2 separate regions of the Mus musculus genome follow, and region 2 is linked to region 1. The links are chromatin contacts, called in public Hi-C maps. All regions are on one chromosome and are shown on one strand. Each heading gives the region's core, a stretch centred on a gene start, on an enhancer-like site or on the middle of the called end of the contact. The rest is flanking DNA. Distances are from core to core; before and after follow the strand shown.

Region 1 (5,557 bases), core at 1,099-3,598:
TGAGAGACTTGAAGTTATTATCATACAGGTCTTTCACTTGTTTGGCTAGCATTACCCCAAGATATTTTATATTATTTTTGGCTACTGTGAAGGGAGCTGTTTTCATTCTCAGCCTGTTTATCATTTGTATAAAGGAAGGCTACTGATTTATTCGAGTTAATTTTATATCCAGCCACTTTTCTAAAGTTTCTTATCACCTGGAGAAGTTCTCTGGTAGAATTTTTGGGGTTGCTTATGTATACTATCATATAATCTGCAAATAGTGATACCTTTATATTTTCTTTACCAATTATTATCCCCCTGATCTTTTGTTGTTGTTGCTGTCTTATTGTTCTAGCTAACACTTTGAGTACTACATTGAACAGATATGGGGAGAGTGGGCATCCTTGTCTTGTCCTTGATTTCAGTGGGATTGCTTCAAGGATGTCTCCATTTAATTTGATATTGGCTGTTGGTTTGCAGTAAATTGCTTTTATTATGTTTAGGTTTGGGCTTTGAATTCCTGATCGCTCCAATACTTTTAACATGAAGGGCTGTTGTATTTTGACAAATGCTTTTTCTGCATCTAAGGAAATGATCATGTGATTTTTTTCTTTGAGTTTGTTTATATAGTGGATTATGTTGATGGATTTTTCCTATATTAAACCAACCTTAAATTCCTGTGATGAAGCCTACTTGATTGTGGTGAACGATGGTTTTGATGTGTTCATGGATTCGGTTTACAAGAATTTTATATGCATACGTGAGATTGGTCTGAAGTCTTCTTTTTTGGTTGGATCCTTGTATGGTTTAGGTATCAGAATAACTGTGGCTTCATAGAACAAGTTAGGTCGTGTTAGATGAAATGCCAGACAGTAGGGAGAACGAACTTATAGAGCCCACCTCCGGCAGGAAGGCAGGACATCAAGTGAGGAATGGGGTTGCAATACCACAATCTCAACTCTGATCTATAATAGTTCCTGTCTGAAAGAATTACAGGGATGGAAATGGAGATGAGCCTGAGGAAAAGAAGATCCAGCGACAGGCCCAAAGTGGGATACAGCTCAAGGGGAGGTCCCAAGGGGAGGTCATCGAGCACTCACAAAAAGGGACCTAGCATGACCGCACTCTGGAAGACCCAGCAAACGGCTGAAAGAGTCAGATGCAGATATTTGCACCCAACCAAAGGACAGAAGCAGCTGACCCCTGTTGTTGATTTAGGGAAATAAGCTGAGGAGAAGGGCAAGCCTGTAGGAACACCACCAGTCTCAATTAATCTGAACTCCTGAAATTTCTCACTCAACCACCAAACATATCAGCGTACACCAGCTGATATGAGGCCCCCAACACACATACATTAGAGGACTGTCGGGTCTGTGTTCATTCAGAGATGATGCACCTAACCCTCAAGTGACTGGAGGCCCCAGAGAGTTTAGAGGTCTGGTGGTGTTGAGGGCAGGGACATCCATGGGGGTGGGGAGGAGGTATGGGATGTGGAACAGTCAGAGGGTGGACAGGGCAGGGAAATAAAATATGGAGTGTAAAAAAGTAAACTAATTAATGAAAAATAGGGCTAGAGAGATGGCTTAATGGTGAAGATCTATGTTCTTCCAAAGGACCCACATCAAATTCTTAACACTCACATGCATTTTATAACTACCTGTCACTCCAGTTCCAGGGGATCTTATGTCCTCACACAGATATACATGCACGCAAAACACTAATGCACAAAAACAAAATGGACAAAACCAACCAACCAACCAACCAACCAACCAACCAACCAACCAAACAAACAAACAAAAAACTAAACTCGTCTGGTTTCTCCATCCTAGGGAAGGGCACAAGGACACAAGTGTCAATTGAGACCAGATTTGTGTGTGCTCTGTGGTGAGAATGGCACCTCAGCATTGGCACTCACCAGGGACACGGGCCACTCATGCCATTTGGCCTCCACAGGACACTGTTGTGTGTGTGCATGGATGTACAGCTGTATCATCTTAGACTATCCCTTTACTGACAAGGCAGTTATAATTGCATTTATTGTTGCCATCTCATTAGTTTCTTCATTCATTCATTTATTCATTCACTTATTGTTTGCTTGTTTGGTAGCGGTGAGACTGGAAACATGGATTTTTAACTTGCAGTTTGATTACTTGCTTGCCCAGCCTGTATGGTAGGCAAGTTATTACAAGTGTTCTCCCTATAGAGTCTTTTGTTAATGGGTCCCAGATAAACCACAGCTTTAGACCATTGTGCACATATATTTCATTACAGGCCCAGTATTCAGGATTGAAAAGGTGAAGGGTAGCTCTTTAAATGTTTTCCACACTAGCATGTGGGAATCTTTCTTACAACACAATAGCCTTTCACAGTTCCCCTCATTCTTTTTGAGTAACCACGAGTGAGTTTTTAAACTCTCAGAGCTACACACCCCTGCCCTTTCATTCTTTGCTTTTTCCTGCAGTCAGTTATGTTACCAGTGCAGACAAGAAGGAAGCCAAAGAAAGGCGTCCAAGAAGAGGCTGCTGAGGGAGAGATCCCTGCAAGGGTTCTCCCCAACTAAAGCCTTCACATAGATTTGGAGCATGGACAGGATTTAATGGTGACAGCGGTGTGCCTGCTGCTTACCAAATGTTGAATTCTGTGTTGAGAATGATAATTACTGACTCTGAAGAAGAAACACCATCATCCCTGTCCTGATTACTAATTAATCAGGGACTAACCGATGGCACTTCAGCCAGCGACTCCGCTTCAGCAACCCAAGTCATGCTTAAGAGCTGAGAGGACTCTGGATGCCCTCTCCTGCCTGCTTAAAATCTCCTTGTTAGTTTTCTTTGGTGACTTGCTTCATTTTTTGGTCCTTTGTTCTGTTTTCAGAGAAGTGGCATTTGGTGAGCAGAGTCTGCCTTTCAGAAGGCTCGAAGAAGAAATCCTGGGGCAAGGCACTGAATATTCCTCCAGTATACACATTCCCTCCTCCACACTGACAAGTCAGATTTGTCCTCATGGACACTTCATTGTGTGTAAATCAACCAGGTTATATCTATAGCTAATACCTGTTCACTAGCAAAACAATTAGAAAACAGAAAATAAATAAAAAATTAATCATGATGTTACTTTCATAATATCTTTCTTTTACATGTGTGTTATTCATTGACTGATTTATTAAATCATGCAGTAGCATCTTTTCTAACGATTGAAATTTTATAATCTTTTCTTTGGCATTAAATCTGTTTTGACTTACAACTTGTTACTGTTTTGGGAGTGGAGGAAGCCTTGTGGCCACTGTGTGTTGTTCAACATGTTAATCTCAAGGCTTTAAGGCCCATGGAAATGCCAATGCCTTCTCCTTAGCATGAAGCTTGGAAAGATGACAAAGCCTTCCATTGGCTTGAGTGCGAATGTTGCCAGTATGTGCAGACACTAGCAAACATAGCTTCCAGTTCCTAGATGAGTGCAGTCTGTGGTTTCACACCTACAGGGGCCTCCTCCTGCGTCTAGCTCATTTCCCCTTGTGCTTGTGGTGTCCATAAGGAAAGCCTCGAGATTCTATCATTGCTTGCTGCAGTAGTTGGTGCTGCCCTTCCAGAGAGAGCACAACCCATTGGATCCCAACTTTTCTGTATGTGTGTCTGCTTCTTTTTTTATTCCCCTTCTTCCCCAATCAGCTTTCAAGGATCAAGTTGAACTAGTTCAGAATTACTGGGTCATCCTTAACTGAACACAGACACAGAAATGTATTTATTTCAACCCTCCAAGTGAACATTTAGCTCGATTCTTCTTCATTCTTGTATCACAGTAAGGACAGTTCTACTTTAAGGTTTTTGACATATTGGTACACTGATGTTCCGAAGCTGCACTTATTGGTATGAATGCAGCAGTGCATAAATGACACGTTTGTCCAGCCCTCCATAGTCCTGAACAGTAACCTTTTAAACATTTCATCACTGGGTAAATGTAGATCTTATTGCCTCAACTTGCATTTCTTTCCTTTCAAGTTAGAATGAGTGCTTACAAAAAATTCTTATGGATTAAAATATATGCCAATTAGAACTACCAAGATGGCTTAGCTTGTAAGAGCACTTGCCTACAAGCCCGGTGAGGAGAGATCAGTCCTCTGGACAGACACAGTGGAAGGAGAGAATCTCCTTTTCCAAGGGTCCTCAGAATGCACCAGGACAAGCACAAGACCCCCCCCCCCGAATAAATTTAAATGAATAAAACAAATGTAATTATAAACTTGCCAATTTCTCTTCATTCAGGCTATTTGACTTTTTCATCAATTGGCCAGGGATTCTTTATATATTCGTCTTTGTCTTATATCACAAAATAATTTTAGTTTGTCACTCACCAAAGAAGAACTTTGCCTCATTCAGTTTTGTTTTGAGTGAAGATTGACTTTCAGTTATAACATTTTAATGCATAATCCAGAAAGAGGACCTTAATTTTTCTTAGACTAAAGTTGCTTCATCTGATCCTTGTCTGTGGAGTGTATGTTGGGAAAGGAGAAAGGATGACTCAAAGGGAGAAGCTGTAGAGCCTGGATGAAGTGCTCTGCGATAGCTCTTCCAGTTCTAAAGAGAGATTTTGTCACTCCCCGCATTTACACTAATATCTGCATATAATTCAAGCTACTGCTTTGGCTTCTATACATTAGGAGCAAGAATTACTGTTTTTATTTACTTACAAGGCTACAAATTCGGGGCTATTTTTCTTTCAATAAAGAAACTTCTGATCTTGGTTCCGGGACTCAGCAGAACTTAGGAAATTAGTCTGAACAGGTTAGAGGGTGCGCCAGAGAACCGGACAGCTTCTGGGACGGGCGGAAGCACAGAGCCGCTGAGGCAGCAGCCTGGGCGGGCCGCAAACAACCGGCCACCATCCGGACCAGAGGACAGGTGTCCGCCTGGCTTGGGAGGCGGCCTCAGCCTCAGCAGCAGTGGTCACCATCTGGGTTCCTGGACTCCGCGGGACCTAGGAAATTAGTCTGAACAGGTTAGAGGGTGCGCCAGAGAACCGGACAGCTTCTGGGATGGGCAGAAGCACAGAGCCGCTGAGGTAGCAGCCTGGGCGGGCCTTAGACAACCGGGCACCATCCGGACCAGAGGACAGGTGTCCGCCTGGCTCGGGAGACGGCCTCGGCCTCAGGAGCAGCAGTCACCATCTTGGTTCCAGGACTCCCTGGAACTTAGGATTTTAGTCTGCACAGGTGAGAGTCTGCACCACAGAAGCTGACAGCTTCTGGGAACTGCCAAAGCAACACAGCTTCTGAGAGAGGCCCTGTTTTGGGCCTTCTTCTTCGACCAGGAGGAGGTCCAAAAACAAGATATCTGCGCACCTTCCCTGTAAGAGAGCTTGCCAGCAGAGAGTGCTCTGAGCACTGAAACTCAGAGGAGAGAATCTGTCTCCCAGGTCTGCTGAGAGACGGTAACAGAATCACCAGAAGAACAATCTCTAAACAGAGTCAACTATAACTACTAACTCCAGAGATTACCAGATGGCGAAAGGTAAACGTAGGAATCCTACTAACAGGAACCAAGACCACTCACCATCATCAGAACCCAGCACTCCCACTTCG
Region 2 (5,557 bases), core at 786-3,285, 130 kb before region 1:
TTCTTTTCTTGATAGAAAGAAATATGATTAAGAATCACTCAATCTATTCACTGTTCTCTAGGAGCTCTTAATTCCTAGTGGACGCGTTTGTTAGCAATTATCCTAAAAATATGTGATCTTATTAAAATATGTTATAAAAATGTATATGTATTCATAAATACAGTAATAGCAAAACTTAAAAAAATGTGGTAATGCATACCAAAAAAATTCCAAATGCTTCATTAACCACTTACTACCAGAAATCAAAAACAAAATCACTGTGCTCAATAGAAAGAAAGAAGGATTCAAATATGTTGAGTTGGTTATGTGGATTATAAATCTAACTTATTAGCACAGTATTAATTGCCATAAAGTTCAGGGGTAATAAAAGGCAAACTTGGGCCAGCTATAGTTCTTTTGCAATAGTCAAGATAAATTCAAAGCATACTGCTATCAATTTTCAATCCAGTGTTCCACTGTTTAAGAATTTTCTCTGATTTTATAAAGGTAACTACATAACCTGTGCTGTTAGCACATAGCAGCATTCCTCAAGCAGGTGTTATGATACAGACCAGTGCAGGGTTATTCCCCCTCCGTGGTCTCTATTTAAGCCAACCCTAAGTGTGTTTATTAGACTGACTGACTGTCAATGTGGTAAGAGCATCCCAGGTGTATGCTAAGGTATGAAACTGTGTTCTTAGTGAAAACAAATGCCCATGAAACTGTAGCACATGGGAGTAGTAGCTTGTCTGGGAGTATGGAGTTGGGGGAAGAATTATGTTCAGGTATTGAGAGGTAGAGATTGAGGCGGGCATCTGAGTTTTGCCTTATAATTTCAAACTCCTTATTCTCATATGCTGTGTAATATTTTCCATTTAGTGTAGGAGTTCTGTTGAAGACTGTATGTTATATATAGAAAATATTACATACCTGCGTTACAGCCAATTCCCATAATCTTTGTGTGTGAATCATGTATGAGCTCCATGGTTTTTTTCCTCTTGTTTTGTTTTGTTTTTGTAGAATAGAGGATGACCTTAGTAAAATTCTGCATCTTAGTCATTTCCAGGGCCTCACACATAAAGTATAAGTGTTCTATCATTGCACCATATGCTACATACAAATAATTTATATGTTTACATTAATATTCTAGCATTGTCTTTGTGCTGTCACTAATTTAATTTTTAAAGTACATTGATAGAAAAACAAATATATAGGTTTACAACTATCTTCTACCTTTATGCAGTCTTTACTTTTATATCATCGATAGTCTATATTTTATACATATAATAATTTACAAACATTTATAAAAAGTTGAGAGGACCTGCTGCATCTGTCGTACTGTTCTAAGTCTGAAAATTTGCCTTCGTTTGGGAAGCACTTGCACATTTTTCAATTGTACATAGTAAATAAGTAAAATAATTGCATATTTCAGATTAAATGAAACTCTTTGGTTTCAGATAATTTGAATATCTGGTCTCCAGATTTTTGTTTTAAGTAAGGAAATCTAGGCCTCCATAATAAACTTTTTAATCCCAGCTACTGTGTTTTATATCTGTAAGAGTTTGCTAATCAGGAAAAAAAAAAACCCTTGTTTTCAATATTACTTTATATTTAACAAATCCAAGCTCTAATGAATTCAAAATGTCTTTCAAATTCTGCTTGGCTATGGTATTTTGTTTGTACGCCAGGGTTGTTTTAAACTTGGCTTCCAACCCTGAGCCATTTTTTGTTTTTTTATTTTTTTGTTCTTTTGTACCACAACGTGTTTAATAAAAATCTGTTCTCATTAATGAATAGTGCTTTGATTATATAGTGAAATAGTGCTGTCTTATAAGCAAATGGTGTGACTTCAGTGATGAAAGCTCTTCCAAAAGAGTAGGTAGCAAGCTACACGAAAGAATTGTCTCTTAAAGCGAGGCATACGACGTCAGTTAGAAATCATGAGCAGTCACAATGCTAATGTAAAAGTTGCTCAATATGACATTTGTTCATCTATTTTGCCCTCTTCTATGAGGGGCGGGTAATGAAGTGTACATTTGACTGTCCTTTGCCAGTTGGAAAGGTTCCAAAAACAAGGAGGCATTTGTACATGTGCAGATGTTGGCAGGGATCCCCTTTCTCTTGTTGTCAAAGACCATTTTATTTTCACAAAGATGTGCTTGTGTCTGTTCTACAATATGGCGTGTGAATAGTACGCTGAATGGAGATGGTTTTGTTTTTCTTTTTACATGATAAAATAATGTGATCCCACATACTTATTAAACTTTTAGTGTTCCATTTTTACGTCAGAATGCATTCACACTTCTTATAAATAGGCAAGTCGATTGTAGCCATTTGTCTAACAAAAAATGTCAAGGTCATGAGATATTTTAAATAGAGAGGAAAGTTGAAACTGTGTGGTTTGTGAACAGTTTTTGCACCGCACGTTTCACGTGAGTGATCTGTCTGTCACTTTTCTCAGCTCCCAAGAGAAATAAAAATATTGTTAAGGATTAAAAACACATTTACCTCTAATTTCTAAAGACTAAGTAGCTCTTGTCTCTGCCCCCAAAGTGAATTTATTAATTTACTATATTTAAGATCCATGATCTCTTTTCATATAAGTAGTATTTTGTCATAGAATACTTGTAAAAGTTATATATGCAAAGTATGGTGGTTGTGTATACTTAGACTTAAAGGGGGTGCAAAGTGAGAATGTGTTCTAAAGTTGTCTCTCTTCTAGCATGAGGACTTTAGAGACAATCTGTACAATTAAAAGTTGAGGCAAAATTAGCCTTGCTTTTTGGGTTTTGCTGTTGTTGTTGTTGGTTTGTTTGTTTAAAGAAGAAAGGCCATACCTCTGCCTCTTCAGGTGTATGTAGATTATCCAGAGTTTGAAAATAGAAGCTCCTTCTCTGGGGGGTTTAAGGTTTGCCGTCTTCCTGGTTTATCTCACTCCTTTAATGCTGGTTTAAGTATCATTTCATATTTTTTTTTCCAGCTAAGAACAAGACTGACACAAACCTGGCCTTGCAACCTTACACATGAAAGTAATATTAACTTCTAACCATCTTTTGTTTTTCTCCAGTATTCATTTTGGTTACAGCATATTTAGTGGTAGAAAGTATCTTTGATGGGGCCAGGGACATTGCTCATTTGTAAAGCCCGGCATGCACAGAGCCTTGAGTTGGATTCCCAGCATGGGATCACGGGCAGATCTAGGTGATAATTACGTTTAAAATGACTTGTTTATGCTTTTAAAGACATTACTTTTGATTTAGAACTAGAATCTTCCTAGTAGCTAAAAAGCCCATTAGAAAACTCCACTAATGTGAAAAAAAAATAATTTTGAGGCTGGAGCAAGGGGAAAAGGTTGAAACAAGACGAACTCAAGTCCGTGGGTGCTCAGAATGGAGGCCACGTTGAGACCAGAGTACTCTTTCCCAGGCCTGGGTATTGTTAAGCATCCAATAATCCTTCCCAGCATTGTCTTGACTGCTTCTGGATTGGTTAGGGCCTCTAGAAGTGTACAAACTTTAGTGTAGTTACTAACACCATAGGATTTGTTCAGTGTCTGTTCCTCTAAAATAAAAGCCTGTAGCTAAACAAAGCTTCTATAGTTCGTCTTTATTGCCTACATAGCAAGGTACTTAACCAGGTAAATAATTACTAGTTGGTGTATTTTTCAAGACTATTTATTTAAAGAAAACCATTGATTGCTTGTATGTGTAGAAATCAAAAAGATATAGAAAGGTATAAATGTTTTTAGAATTGGTACAAAGATAGTGACTCTTGCCTTGTATTGGTAAATTTGTTTCTGAGATAGTGAAAAGTAGTACTTGTCACAGATTTCGAATACAACATTTTTCACATTCTTTCAGGTCTATGGTAATGGTTTGAGTGAGGAGGGAAGATGAAATTTGTACTGAACTGTACCTAGGAGGAATCCCCTGTCAGCTTCTGGGGTGCGGGGGCGGGGGGGGACCCAAGGTAACTTCATCAGACTGTATTATAATATTAAGATAATTCTTTTGTAGAGTTTTCCATCTGATGAAGGTTGGCCATTTGCAAAATATCTTGGAGCTTGTGGAAGAATGGTGGCTGTAAATTATGTTGGAGAAGAACTGTGGAGTTATTTTAATGCACCATGGGAGAAGAGAGTTGACCTTGCTTGGCAGTTAATGGAGATAGCAGAGCAGCTTACAAACAATGACTTTGAATTTGCACTCTACCTCCTGGACGTCAGCTTTGACAACTTTGCAGTTGGTCCAAGAGATGGGAAAGTAATCATTGTGGATGCCGAAAATGTTTTAGTTGCCGACAAAAGATTAATTAGACAAAGTAAGTATATAATTTTCAGATTTATCTATTGTACATTTTCTGTGTTTAAATGTTATATTTCTGATAAAATTGCACTCTTTTTAAGATGAAAACCTTGTATCTTTTTTTTTTTAATTTTGTATGACCAGGATCAGCAATTAGAATTTTCTCTATATTTAGTAAAATATCTGTGTTTAAATTAGTACAGCCCACCCATTCCCTGGATCACCTTGACACAGATTGGAGACTGCTGTGTCTCATGAATTGCAAACAATTTATATAAGCTATAGAAATGTTGGACCGTAGAAAGCTTTATATTATCTTACAGTCATTCCTTGGTATGTGTGGAGTCTGTGGAGGTATGTGTACATGTATGTATATATCTTTTGCCATACTGTGTTCTGTAGTGTAGGACACAGCTTGGTAAACTCGGTCACAACGTCAGAACAGGTTACATAACAAATGTGGGGGTTGTAGAAAAATTTGGTAATAGTCAAAGAATTCTAAATTGTGCAACTAACAAAAATGAATTCAAAATCAAGTAAATAATGAATATGAAGTATTTATGCCAGTGATTGCCTGTGTTGTATCATGTAACTTCACTACAGCCTAGATTTGGAACTCTGTGCTGTGCAGAACACAGCTTACTGTCACCTCTTACATCATTAGTCACTGCTGCCTGGATCACCTTGACACAGATTGGAGACTGCTGTGTCTCATGAATTGCAAACAATTTATATAAGCTATAGAAATGTTGGACCATAGAAAACTTCATATTTTCTTACAATCATTCCTTGGCATGTAAATATCAAATAGTGGTGTTTTAGATTGTATTATGTTAGAATATTTGATATTAAAAATTACTATTTTAGTTGCTGGCTTAAGTTTTCAGTTTTTTAAAAAAAAATCACTTTTTGTTTGGGATTAGGACAGGATGACTAGTAAATTCTGAAATGGCTCTAAAGATAATTTTGCCAATATCTGGTGGGTGCCTAGACACAGTAGCGTTCTCAGCATTGACTATTACAAATCCACAATATCCAGCTCTGAAAAACGAAGAGATGTTCTTTGCCTTGCAGTATTATTAGGTACTTAACTGAGAGTTAATTCTTGCATAAAATTAAATACATGTTCATCTCCTTGGTATGAGTTTTTCTTTTCTTTAATAAATGATGCAACTATATATCAAATTGTTTTTGAATTGTTTTATGGTTTCTTGCTGTCAAATATTTGATTTATATTCATATATATATATACATATATATGTATATATATATAT

Evidence for each region. A called contact is a pair of places that touch in the nucleus more often than the background predicts.
Region 2: a Hi-C map of cerebellar granule neurons shows a contact between it and region 1, with 4 times the contacts expected there. The contact joins two enhancer-like sites. A contact is called at or near these places in 1 of 39 promoter capture datasets (liver), 6 of 484 Hi-C or Micro-C datasets (the AML12 cell line, cerebellar granule neurons, cerebellum and 3 more), 2 of 115 datasets of contacts at active chromatin or transcription factors (the SCID.adh cell line and neural progenitor cells) and 1 of 9 other capture datasets (pancreatic islet).

What each region holds. Positions count from the first base shown.
Region 1 is chr9:94,392,457-94,398,013 of GRCm38.p6, reverse strand. No RefSeq gene overlaps it. Among named protein-coding and RNA genes, the nearest start is that of Gm46148, 78 kb to the left of the region's middle. Within about 2 kb of position 2,348, at least 9 of the 459 cell types and tissues checked have an H3K27ac peak or open chromatin away from gene starts, as enhancers often do. A contact at or near this core is called in cerebellar granule neurons and cerebellum, where this site is marked.
Region 2 is chr9:94,523,134-94,528,690 of GRCm38.p6, reverse strand. It overlaps Dipk2a (divergent protein kinase domain 2A), which reads left to right. Exons shown (of 3, transcript NM_001033145.2): 2 at 3,996-4,299. Among named protein-coding and RNA genes, the nearest start is that of Dipk2a, 12 kb to the left of the region's middle. Within about 2 kb of position 2,035, at least 30 of the 459 cell types and tissues checked have an H3K27ac peak or open chromatin away from gene starts, as enhancers often do. A contact at or near this core is called in cerebellar granule neurons and cerebellum, where this site is marked.